Regions from separate parts of the Gasterosteus aculeatus genome. Here region 2 is linked to region 1. The links are chromatin contacts, called in public Hi-C maps. All regions are on one chromosome and are shown on one strand. Each heading gives the region's core, a stretch centred on a gene start, on an enhancer-like site or on the middle of the called end of the contact. The rest is flanking DNA. Distances are from core to core; before and after follow the strand shown. Region 1 holds the start of gpc5c (glypican 5c). Region 2 overlaps gpc1b (glypican 1b).

Region 1 (6,490 bases), core at 1,970-4,469:
CCGAAATGCATGCATGTAATACTTGACAACTGAAATCCCAGTTGCCTTGAACTCACCAGGAGACCACTCCCAGGGGTGTGGACACTAATTTTCACACCTTTACTGATCTGCACAAATACCTTTAGGCACCCATTGTTCTAGGAGTTAGCTGGTGGAGGCAAGAGACAGTCACTATGGGGGGGTCAATGGGCCCTGTGGCCTGTTGATGGCCAGCGGCTCCTCAGCTAATATGTCCTTTTTAGCACAACACCTTTTCTTTTATTAAATACTTTTGATTTTAACTCTTCAATACAAGATGTCTTCTGTCCGTCTGGAGTTTCTTCATTTTTGAAATACAACAAAGTACACACGCACACACACACTGACTTACACAAAGCAAATAAGAGTGGGGCCAATAAGACGGGATGAAAGGAAATAATAAGCAATATTTTTGTTGAGAGAGTTTTGACAGGGTTTTGTCCCTGGGGACTTCTTTCCAATTTCCGTGCGTGAAGGCTAAGGTCGGACCAATAACGTTAGTCTGTAGCTGCCATTTTGAACTTGTGAATGTGAATCGGATTCTCATAGAAGTAAATTGCTAACACCTGTAACATAAACGGTAGATGTATTTACTAACAGTACTATCTATGAGTGAAAACAAACTGAGGCCTGTGGTTAGCGTTAGCAACGTTAGCTCATGCTAAAGGTTAAGAGGTGGTGGATTCTGTCAGGTCGAGTGTTGGTGTCCGTTAGCTGGTATGCTAACGTCAACGATCGACTTGCTCTTATCGCTTGGTCTGTGTTACGTGCTAACTAACCTTGTTCACAAGGTCAATAAATATATACAAACAAACAACTACACCATACTTGCTCCATCCGCATGTGTCTTGCACTTTATAATGTGAGAAGAATGGCTTCCTTTTTGCTCCCTGTGTTCAAATACCATTTGCATTTCGTCCCCAGCTCCAAATGCATTCGGTCTCACAACTATTTAGATCTTCTTTCTTGCCATAAGTGTTATACACTTGATCACCACCTCAAAGGCGCCTCGTTGGTATTTTCCAGATATCTTTTTCAATCCCAGTTAGCCAACCACAGTCCCTTCTGACTCACCGAGCATGCTGTCACCACCACACCGGTAATGTGCAGAAGTTTATCTCTCTCATATTGCCCCTCCCAGATATCTTTGGGTTTGCTAACAGGCAAGAGTAGGAGACGTCTGGAACCATTACCTAAAATGAAGATGTGTGCTGTAGGATATTAGAAATAAACTGACGACCCGGTTCATAAATTAATAAAATGCATTTAGTGTACACCAGAATACAGCCATGATTATGGAACTGTGTAATCAATAAAGTAATGAGAATATTGTAAAACCACTGTAATTTTGAAACTGTAATCAATGTACAGCTATGATTGTATTCAATTTAATGTAATCAACTGAAATGCATGCATACTGATATTGACTGAGAGAAATTCAAAAGTTACATTGAACTCACCAGGAGACCACTCCCAGAGGTGTGGACATTAACTTTCACACCTTTACGGATCTGTATAAATACCTGCAGGCAACCATTATTCTCAAGTTCGCTGGTGGAGACAGCAGACGGGCACTAGGGATGGTCAACACCCTCTCTTCTATTAAATACTTTTGATTTTAACTTTTCGATCCGCGATGTCCTTTGTCCGTCCGGCGTTTCTTCATTTTGAACACAACAGTGCTGACATTGCTGATTAATTAGTTTGCTCTTTGGCTTTTTAACATGCAATAGTTGTTTGCTGGAGAAGTGGAGAATGAGCCCTGAGGTATTTGCATCATGTCAGAAAGACACATCAGCAGGTGGATCTGATTGATTCATTATTGATGAGTTGTAGGTATTACAGGTGTCTTCCACAGACTGGCCTGCTCTGGTCTCACGGATTACATCATTGTAACCGTGAGACCTGAGGACAAAGTTGATACTTCTGGGTTGCTCTTGCTCAGCTAGAGGGGTGGGCTCCACGTGTAGCTTACTGAGGGTAAATCTCTCTCTTCCCGTCCTGTCCTGAGCTGGTATACTATGAGGTCAGAAAACCGCGAAAAGTAGTAAGTAAAAAAAATCACATATGTTAATAAATAATTCTGTTTTTTTTCCAGCCTGCTTTGAAAAAGGTCTACTATGAAAGCAGTTTCGTTGAAGGACCTGCAGGCCCAACTGACTATCTGTGTATGACTGTGTCTGTCCAGGAGAGGGTAGTATTTAACATGAACTGTAGTTATAATTGGAAATGTGGCGCCACAAAACACTTGAAATTGTGACTCATCCTGTCATGTTGCATGGGAACATTGTTAGAAAGTACTGCGTTGTAGGCAAATTCAATATTTATAGTTGGTAATGCTGCTGATCTGATGTCTGAGTCTCAAAATCGGCAGGTCCATGCCCCCCACTATTTAATTACTCTTTTTAGGAAGGGGGGGGGGGGGGGGGGGGGGTTGAACCCACCAAGAGCTTTGATGGGATACACTGTACATAGACAAACATGTGTCTTAAACTTGACTCTTCACTTTACGAGGAGTGTGATACTGTGAGAAGCAAACCAAACCGTAAAGCATAAAGATCTTTTTACTAGTCACTTCTGCCAGTAGATGGCGGCGACAGGCATCAAATAGCAAGTGTCACTTTTAAGCAAAAGCCACATAAAGCACCGGAGTGCTGCAACTCCACAATAACTGTACTCAGAAAAACAGAGGAGATATTTTGTCCTGTTTTAGCTCATCCCAACAAGCATACACGTATCATTATCGGCCTTGCCTTTATTTTGGCCTTCAACCCCTCTTTATCCTAAATCATGATAAAGAAGGAGAACCAGCTGCAAATGGGTCCCTTTTCAACCTTTTAGACGCTTTCTTCTTTTTGTGGCATTGCCTTATAGCGTCTCCCTCATTTTGAAATAAGAACAATATCTGGCTTTGTTTGACAAACAAACAAAGAAATGTACATTTGAGGGGTTTGCAAATTAAGTAATGCGTTTGTAACATGTGATGTATATTCAACTTCCACAAAGAAACCCCAAAAAATAAAAAAAAAGGTTTAAATAATGATTCCTTGAATAAAGTATTTAAGTATTTTGCCTTTGTTTGCCGTATTAATACAAAAGGTGAAATACTTGGTTTCAAATGCTATAAAACTCCTGACCATGCCCCCCCCCCCCCCCCCCCCCTTCGATCCCATTGGGGAAGCAGTGCCTCCTAGTTGGGGCACTTAGCTGAAGTAAACACAGAGGGAGGGGAGTGCGCGCGAGCCGACCACAGCGAAAAGTGTTGCGCGCGGGACGGACTGCCCTTAGCCCGCACGCACCACTCCTCCTGCTCCTCCTCCTCCTCCTCCTCCTCCTCCTCCTCCTCCACCTCCTCCTGCGTCCGAGGGAAGACCCCGAACCTCCGCCGTGATGCGCTCCCACTCATCTCAACCAATGATGTGAAGAAAAAAAAGAGAAGAAAAAAAAATCCGCCAGAAACGATTGTCAGATGTTTCAAACTCATCGTCGCTTCGTTGTACTTGAGTGCCGCCTGTTTTCAACCCCATCATCACCCGGCTTGCAGTCGGGCTCCAGCACAGACATCCACAGGGGTTACCTGGTGTGAGATGCGGCAATGTCCCGAGGATTGTGCCAACGCGTAAACTCTTGCGGCTCCGCATGGATTTTGTCCGCGCTCGTGTTCGCGGTGAACGTGATCGACGTGGACGCGTACAGCTGTCATGAAGTGAGGACCGCTTTCCAGCTGCGGCAGGTCGGCCCCCCGCAGCGCGTACCGGAGACACCTGGCAGAGGTGAGTTTGGCGACCTCAGAGCGGAGAGCGCATGGGGAGGTTACAGTTTAGTTAATGGATCCGCAGGCATTTTATCATCACATTGCATTTTATCTAAAAAAAGAAAGAAAGATGGCATTTCAGCAATCGGGCGTCCCAATGTGTTGAAAAGTAATGGCAATAAACCCAATCAAAAAAACGAAAGTTTTCCATGAATGTCGCCTGTTTATGACTATTCTGTGCGTCTGTGCCGTCATGGAGTGTGATGGTCCTTAAGTAACAAACAGTGAAAGGCCGAGAGACAACATTCCTCCCCGTCTTCCCTTTTGTAATAGTGTCTCTCCTCATCGTTGAGACCTTTTTTTAAAGCATTGACCACAGTATCTGTCTGATGTTGGGTACGGTGTGAGGCCATTCGGGAAGTGTGTGTGTGATACATACTTGTGCCTCCTGATTTCCTCCACAATTCACAGCTTCAGATGCCATCCAGCTGCTTATCATGCAAGCTGGCCGTTTGGAGAGATTACATAATTATTTAGAGGAGAAGCTGCCCAGCGCATTCACAAATTGCTGAGGCAGCGTTTCCAAACGAGAACAAGGCCCCACACAGTGGATTAGGGGTGCAATATTGTGTCTAGACAGGGCAAGTGATTTATCAGTTATCTTCAGATTGACATGCAGAAGTCAGCCTCCATGCACTGGTCAACTCTTTTGGCCCCTTTCGATTTGCGGGATGATTTAGTCCCTAAATTGTACTGTGCAAACTCCCAGAACAGGGCTAGCGTCTGCTGACCGATTGTCTTTTTCTTCAGATTTTTGTTTGAGCGATGCTTGGAAGCAACTTCGAATGCCTTGAAGATTTTGTGGCTTGTGCTTTTCTCCACGCTGAGAAAAAAGTTATATTACAAGAACAAACACATGGTTTCAAATCGGTTTTTGGAGGCAAAATGCATTTTGAGTTGGTTTAGGCTTTGGTACAACTATGCGAGGTTTGCTTTAAAGTATTTTCTGCAAGAGACTGCACACAATCTTAACAAAGGGTATCATACTTCTTCTACGTGGAACCATTTCAATTTTTCATACAATCAAGTCTGAATTATCATTATGATTTTAGCCTTAGTTATTTCCTTTTAAATCTTTTTTAAAACTGCTATGAATCTCATTTTTTCGTTATTGTGAGTCAAAGATTTAAGTGAATCTTTACTGTACACGCACGCCAGTAGATGAGTGCACAGCTATCTGCAGTAGGTGCCGGACCAGAATCCTCGCTGCAAGGGTGTCACATGCAGTTTGGTGGCAGCTTAGGTGTCCCCCTGTCTGAGTCTGCAAGCTTTAACAGGGAGAAGAGCGACAGAGAGCCGGGTGGGAAACATACTTAGAGGTGCATCCAAACCATTCGATATGTTTGTTTAGCGGGGTGTCACTACTAGCAACAGAGGACGTGCGTTTCATTGCACGCTGTAGTTTTGGGTTCTCTCTTAAAGACAATGGAAGTACTTTGGTCTTTTGAGGATGCCAGCGGCCTGCATGACAAGCTTTTACTGTCTGCAGTGCATTGGCAGGAGCTTTTTTATGAGGATCTCACCCTGCAATTGCAGCTGTTGGTTCTTTTTGCTTTTATAATTGACAGTGAGTAAACTGCAGCATTCACAGTATAGTGCAAAGGGGTATGCAATAGTCTTACTTCTTATCCATCTTACTTCTACATGCACCCTCCATCTATATTTGGGACGTTTTTGAAAAATGTGGGTGACAGCTTCCAGATACAAAATGCGGCCCTTCAAACTATTAATTGGCATAGATGTTTTTTGTTTGTTCAAAAGGTGTGGTGAACTGCAGTTTTGTGCGTTCATACTCCACCACGTCTCTGCTGTACCTTCACCTTCACAGCTAATCAAACATTGCTGCAGCTTCAGAACATTTTGGGCTTCCAACACGTTTTTATTTTTATTTGCACTTGCACGTACCTGAGAGGTTGTTTTGGGTCAGGCGCAATCTCGTCTTCAAAGCGCTGACCAATGCAAAGGGGTGTCAGGGTGGGACGTGTGGTGTATTTGTGTGTGTGTGTGTGTGTGTGTGTGTGTACACACACATTTATGCTACTCTGCTTCAGTTCTCAGATCAAATGCCAATAAAAGCGACTTTTGAAATTTGAAGTGGCAAAAGCCCTTTTCACAGTCTGATGTTTGTCTTAGGATACAGTGCTGCGTTTCATTCATTTGTGGTGAACTGATTTCCCACTAAGCGCCAGAAGTGTGGCAGCAGGGAGTTCCAGAGCGAGCCACTTGGATACGATCCTATTCTGCGGAATAGATATTTTATTTAGCATTTTTTTATTGTATGAAAACACGAGTTGCATTACGTAGTGATTGTCCCTTATGGTTAGACTTCTTTACTTAAGCATGTAGGAAACATGTAGCAATAGTTAAATTAAAAAAGAATTCCTACTCCTTTTAATGTTATTTATTTTCAGTTTAATTAGGACTACAACGCAACATTTGCTTTCCAGGCATTAAGTGTTTGTTCTATTGACCGCACCTTTTCAAACAGCCACTTTATCTGCAGGCCAGATTGAGCAGCAGGGAACCTAGATAATCAGACATGCAGTTGCTTATCCTGTGATTATTTTGAAGAGTTATGACCGCTTATATATGGTGGTACACAGCCAAATGCTCCATATTGAGATTACCACAGGGTGCTGATATAGCTCTTTGGAGATC
Region 2 (5,680 bases), core at 1,074-3,573, 140 kb after region 1:
GAACCATTTTAAAGAAGGCTTTATTCTACACTGAGTTGAATACGCAAGGAATTTCTTAAAAGGTGCCAATATATGAGGAAAAAAAAAAAGTCCTTTTAATTCTCTTGTTTTTATGTACTTTGGTTTTTGTTGTTTTCAGAAATCTATGGAGAGTTTGTGCTTATGGTGAAAATAGATGCCAGAAGGAGGTCGAAAAATACAAATGTCTCATTTGCTGTTGTACCTTAAATCTTGTGTCAATTATATACATTGTAAGATTTTCAACATGTTTCTGTTTCTTTGTGTGTGTGTGAAAATGAAGCGCTCTGTCCATATTGTTTCCCAAAGCGCATCGGGGCAAACTGCCACCTCAAGAGGGCCAATGCACTCCAACGATGATGTCAGAGGTGACAGCTGTTGTCTGGCGTTGCCATGCAGGAGGAAAGAAGAAGAAGAAAAAAACGTGCCACATGTGTTCACGGAACACTAAGTGCTTTGTCTTGTTTCTGCGTGCAGACAATGGGATGATTGACCCCCCCCCTTGACCCTCAGGATGGTTTTCAAACAAGGTGTAGGTACTTGACCGTGATCCTGCGGGACACTGAAATGCCACGCTTCACATTCAGCTTTTGCTATGTGTGCACTGTGCTTCCAGGATGGGGAAACGAAGCCACGGGCTTTGTGGTTCTCGCGGTGAGACCTGCTGCTTTCCTATGTCCGTCATGAGGGTAGAAATTATAGGAGTGAGAAGAAAAAAAAAAAAGAAAAACATGCAGTTGAGTCAGCGCAGCGGTCTTTAAGCAAGCTTATGAATATTTAAGTACGTCAAAGTGAATATCAAGGGCCACCCTATCTGCCTCTCAACTGGGCTGAAATACAGGCAGTCTGTCCTCGTAGGTCGACCTTCTTCACGCCGGCGTCTGTTTGCTGTCACAACAGGGCCGTTCAAAGACACACTGTGTCTGAATAGATTCAACTATCCCACTTCAAATGGATTTCATGATCAATCTCCTGCTTAATTTATTTCTACCTAGGTTATGTGGCCCATTTCCCTCCCTGCAGTGAGACAATTGTATCGTTCAATTTCCCCCGAAATGATTATTTATCCCTCTGCAGCCCCCCCCCTCCTCCTTCTGCTTCTATAAACACAAACAGCGAGACACATTCACATCGCCAGCTATTGATTGTGTCTGAAGCTTTTCATCTTCTCGCCTCGCCAGCGCTCACGACTGCGCCACAGTTATTCTCATCCGTTTGGCTTTCAGCTCGGCCCTTTGGTTCACTGCACTCTCGTGAGCGACCGATCCGCGACCCTTACAGGGTCTCCGTATTTGAAATATCACCTCGAAAGGGCCTAAAACACTTGTCGGTAATATCTCCTCAGCTCAATGCATCGCGATTTGCTGTTGCGCGTCTGGAGCGGTTTATGGTAACATGTTGGCAGGCAATTACATTGCAATGTCTCAGAAAAATACATTAGAACATGAGGTACTATATAAAAGGTTTGAATCCATTCCAGTAGCTGAAGAAGTTGAGAATAATTCTGTGGAGAAGTGCAGAACATTTACAAAATCCTTCATGGGTATAGTGTTACAGTAAGGAGATGTTCGATAGAACAAAAATAGTTCTTGAAGTGATTTTCCTTTTGTCTCTGCTGCTTCATTACGACTACTGGTGTGTGGATCACAGAAAGAATACATGTTTTCGGATTAAAATGCCAAGAATTTAAATATATATTCAAAATGCAAGTTGTCATTTTCAGTGTCCCCCCGGAAGTTCAGCTCTGGCAGGGACTGTTCACACGGCTGCGAATGTGAGCTGCACCCTTTTGCCTTTTGGCTCGCCAGACATATTCTGTCACCTTTTTTTGTTACTCTCTGATCTCCTTTGTAATTGAACTAAAGCCCCTCGCTCCCGCTCCACTTTTCTTCCTACATTATCAAGCCGCCTTGTTATTTGGTTTTACATCGCTACTTGCATCTGAGATCAAGGGCTTCACATCATTGCCTCTGTCAGATGACTAACTAGAAGGAGCTTCTCAGCATGTGCACATACTGCCACCCAGTGGGGTCTTAGTGCATTCAAGCAACAATTGTATCACTCCAAAATAAAAAAGTGAGGGACACACAATATATAACAATTAGAGGGACGTCATTTTTTTGTTCATTGATTTTCAAGATATGCATTAAAAATCAACCATCTATTACAATGATTATATGCAAACATATAGGCTTCGTATGCATACCCATGCATATACAGACCTTATGCATACACACATAAACACAGCATATGCATATACACACATATACATAAACCTAAACATATAAACAAATATACGCACATAAACAGATCCAGATAATAATACAAATAATATTAATAATAAGACACCCACTCCCATTATGCATATACTATGCTAGGGAACATATTATACTGTAATTAATTACTCCAAATCTTTCATTTTATTTAAGACTCTACTCCAAGATGAGATCAATGGTAAATGGACTGTACTTGTTTAGCGCTTTTCTAGTCTTCTGACCACTCAAAGCACTTTAACACTACGTGACATCATTCACCCATTCACACCCATTCATACACTGATGACAGGAGAACCACACACAGTGACACCTGCCCATCAGTAACTACCATCCACACACTGTAGTCACAGCTACAGGAGCAACGTTGGGTTAAGTGTCTTGCCCAAGGACACATCGGCATGCGGGTTAGCCAGGCCTGGAATCGAACCGTCAACCCTCTGATTGGAGGACGACCGTGCTCCCCACTCACCCACTGTCGCCCAGATCTGTTATGTAATCTGTTATGAAGTCTAACGAACCTGGTAGAACCGATCGAGTTCCCAGCTGCCGTGATGCCGCCATGTCAGGAAGGTCTCAGTGTTGGGTTTGGTTTTTGAATCATATTGAAATATTTAAAGTATTCTGTAAACGGGGCTGAGAAACATTCCTAGAAATATTTATACTGTAAAAAATACACACAAATTACTTCACTGCTTTTGGGTTTTTTTTTTTTTTCTTGTTCAGAAACACTTTGTGAACTTTGGAAGGGGTTTTGAACTATTTCGGTCACAGCAAATATTACAAGACACATGCAGCTTCAAAACGTTTAACTTGACTGCTTTTGATGCTGGAACCCTTAGAACCTTAGAACCCTAGAACCCTCAGAGTCTAAGCAAATAACACTAAAGGGAGAATGATCGAGGACTAATGACAAGACCTGAAACTGTGAAACAAGAAAGTTTTATTCCTTGATTTATATAATATATTTTATCTTTAGACTTTTTTATTATATATACATGTTTTTATCTGCAGAGGATTATCCGAACCAGTAGGTGGCAGTAATGCAAAGATCAGCCTGCCTGCCACCAATGGAAACCGAGAAGAAGAATGCTTTTACATAATAACATCTTTATTAACAGAAGAGAGAAAAGTCACCTCTTTACTGCCCGTCATTGTGCTTGCTTTTCTTTTCAAGTCGGACTAACGATTTCATAAACTGTATTTGCGAAGGTTCCATGTAATCTACTGCACTCTGACCACATCCCAGTTTTACATTCGCTTTTATAGTGTGAGGATCTAAAATGGACTTTGCAAAATGTTGCTGTTTCACATCTAGTTTATTTGTTAATCAGAGTGTGACCTAAATTTCTCAATGAAATTCTTCTTTTAAAGATTTTCTAAGCTAAATAATGTCAGATTTTCCATGTATTTCTTTTTGCGTTCAAGAACGCTTTCGAATTACCGCAAACTATTTTTGCAGCATATTCATTCAGCCTCGTCAAAGTGAGGCCATGTCCAGTTGCAGTTGCGCGTCCTGCCGCACCAGGTGGCGCTGTGGCATCGCAGCAGGGCCGATCCCAGCAGTAAAATCAAAGTGCGGTGTGGCGCCAATGGATGTGATTTCACTCACTGCTGAGTACTTAAACAACGGGCATACCTTTCTCATACTGCACACACAATGGCAACTAAATAATAATCGGTGTCGACACACACCACCAACGGCTTGAAACGATTCCCGATGACACTTTGTGGATCCAGCTGACATTTGAGCAACACACCGGGGACTCACTCTGTCTCCTGTAACGTCGACCAATCCATAATAACCCCTGAACCCCCCCCCCTCCCTTCCCCGGCCTTCTATGCCGTCATGTTGCTTCTGGAGCAGCGCCGGACGTGGCTAGAGCTGTCTGACGTCTGCTGAAATTTGTCAGGACAAGAGAAGAGGACAATATGGGTGATCTGCTGCAGTGTAGGTCTGCAGGCCTCTTAGACCCCGTGCAGACGGACTCTAGTTTGCCTGAAAACGGTGAACCCCGTCTCCGCATAGCCCTATCGTGCAGACGAATGCACTGTATCCGCACACTGTATCCGCACTCCCTCGAATCGGGGGTCCAAAGTGAGTAAACTCGAAATCCGATTGCTGTTGGTGTTCGCCTGCACGCTATCCGCATACCTAATCGGATTGCCCCACGTGATTGAATGCGACCTCACGCTGGACCCTTATTAACCCCAATGCGTCACTTCATAACAACGTGCCTGCTGAGTGTGCTAACAAGTCTACAATGCGCACTACGGGAATATCGTCAGTTCTTTTCGTTTGTATGCGGCGCGCATGTCTTATACGCATGCTCCTGTCTTCTCCCTCCGTTTTCTTTAGTTGTCTGTAGCACCTTAAAGCGCCACCAACAGGCGTGGGGGATGTACTACAGCGGAGTCAATCGGATGCACTGGGTTCATGTGCACGCGATTTAAAAAGTGGGTAGGTGGGAAAAATCAACCCGGGTTCAGGCAAACTAGAGTCCGTCTGCACGGGGTCTTAGGAGACCCAGGTAAAGGCTTTATGGCGCTATTTGTGGCGCCCCCGTGGAGGACACAGCCCCACCCCCGCCCCCGCTAAGGAATGATTGTGTCAACAAAGCATTTGATAGTGTATTGCAGCGACTCGGGAATTGGATTGTCTTTTGGCTTTCCTTGTGCCCACCACCACTAATAATGTTGTAGAAGTGTGCTCAGGTTAGTGATAGTGTCAATTGTACTTTAATACAGTACATATTTCTGTTAAGTTTGCACTACTCTGTGTACTGTCATAGATTGCTTTTATCGTATGCATTCAAAATGAAATCCATCTTTGTACTGACAAGAAATGAATATTACCACTCACAATTAGACCTTCAAAAGAGAAAACAAAATACCATATTTTAGCTAAGCGAAGACCTCCTCAGGCTGCCTCATGATTTTATTTAAATGTTCATGCCAGCTTTAGGCACGTCTTATAGCTCCTCTGTGAAATACACACAAATCAAGCTACTTTCTTCCGCTTGAACACTAACATTCCCTTTTCCAGTGCCACAGCTCTGCTCGTCATGCTGCTGCAAGTCCACTGTGTCCACTGGTGCACTGATATCCACACATGGACAAGAGTGATGCGGGAGGGTCATTCACTGTGTGTGCATTCAAAAACATTGCATGAAGCAGATTATTGAATGCAAGTTACCACCGCTTTGTTTTATTCATTGAATTGGCTTCCTTGCAAAAAGAAAATTCAAAAAACGGAGTACTTGATGAAGATGCCGTCACTGTGAAAGATTTCAGCTTTTCAGGAATGAAAGTGCTGGGGGACTCTGACCCAGTGGTGCTTTAAATCAGTTTTCATTGCACCTGTCTCGTGCCCCGGAGAAGCTCTACAA

Evidence for each region. A called contact is a pair of places that touch in the nucleus more often than the background predicts.
Region 2: a contact with region 1 is called in a Hi-C map of skeletal muscle, with 13 times the contacts expected there. The contact joins the enhancer-like site here to the promoter of gpc5c in region 1. A contact is called at or near these places in 3 of 6 Hi-C or Micro-C datasets (skeletal muscle and tail fin).

What each region holds. Positions count from the first base shown.
Region 1 is chr3:2,409,907-2,416,396 of fGasAcu3.hap1.1, forward strand. It overlaps gpc5c (glypican 5c), which reads left to right and starts at 3,220. Exons shown (of 9, transcript XM_040171824.2): 1 at 3,220-3,791. The coding sequence starts at 3,614.
Region 2 is chr3:2,554,933-2,560,612 of fGasAcu3.hap1.1, forward strand. gpc1b (glypican 1b) reads left to right here. Exons shown (of 11, transcript XM_040171053.2): 11 at 1-264. Among protein-coding and RNA genes, the nearest start is that of LOC120816070, 8.8 kb to the right of the region's middle. Within about 2 kb of position 2,324, at least 2 of the 9 cell types and tissues checked have open chromatin away from gene starts, as enhancers often do.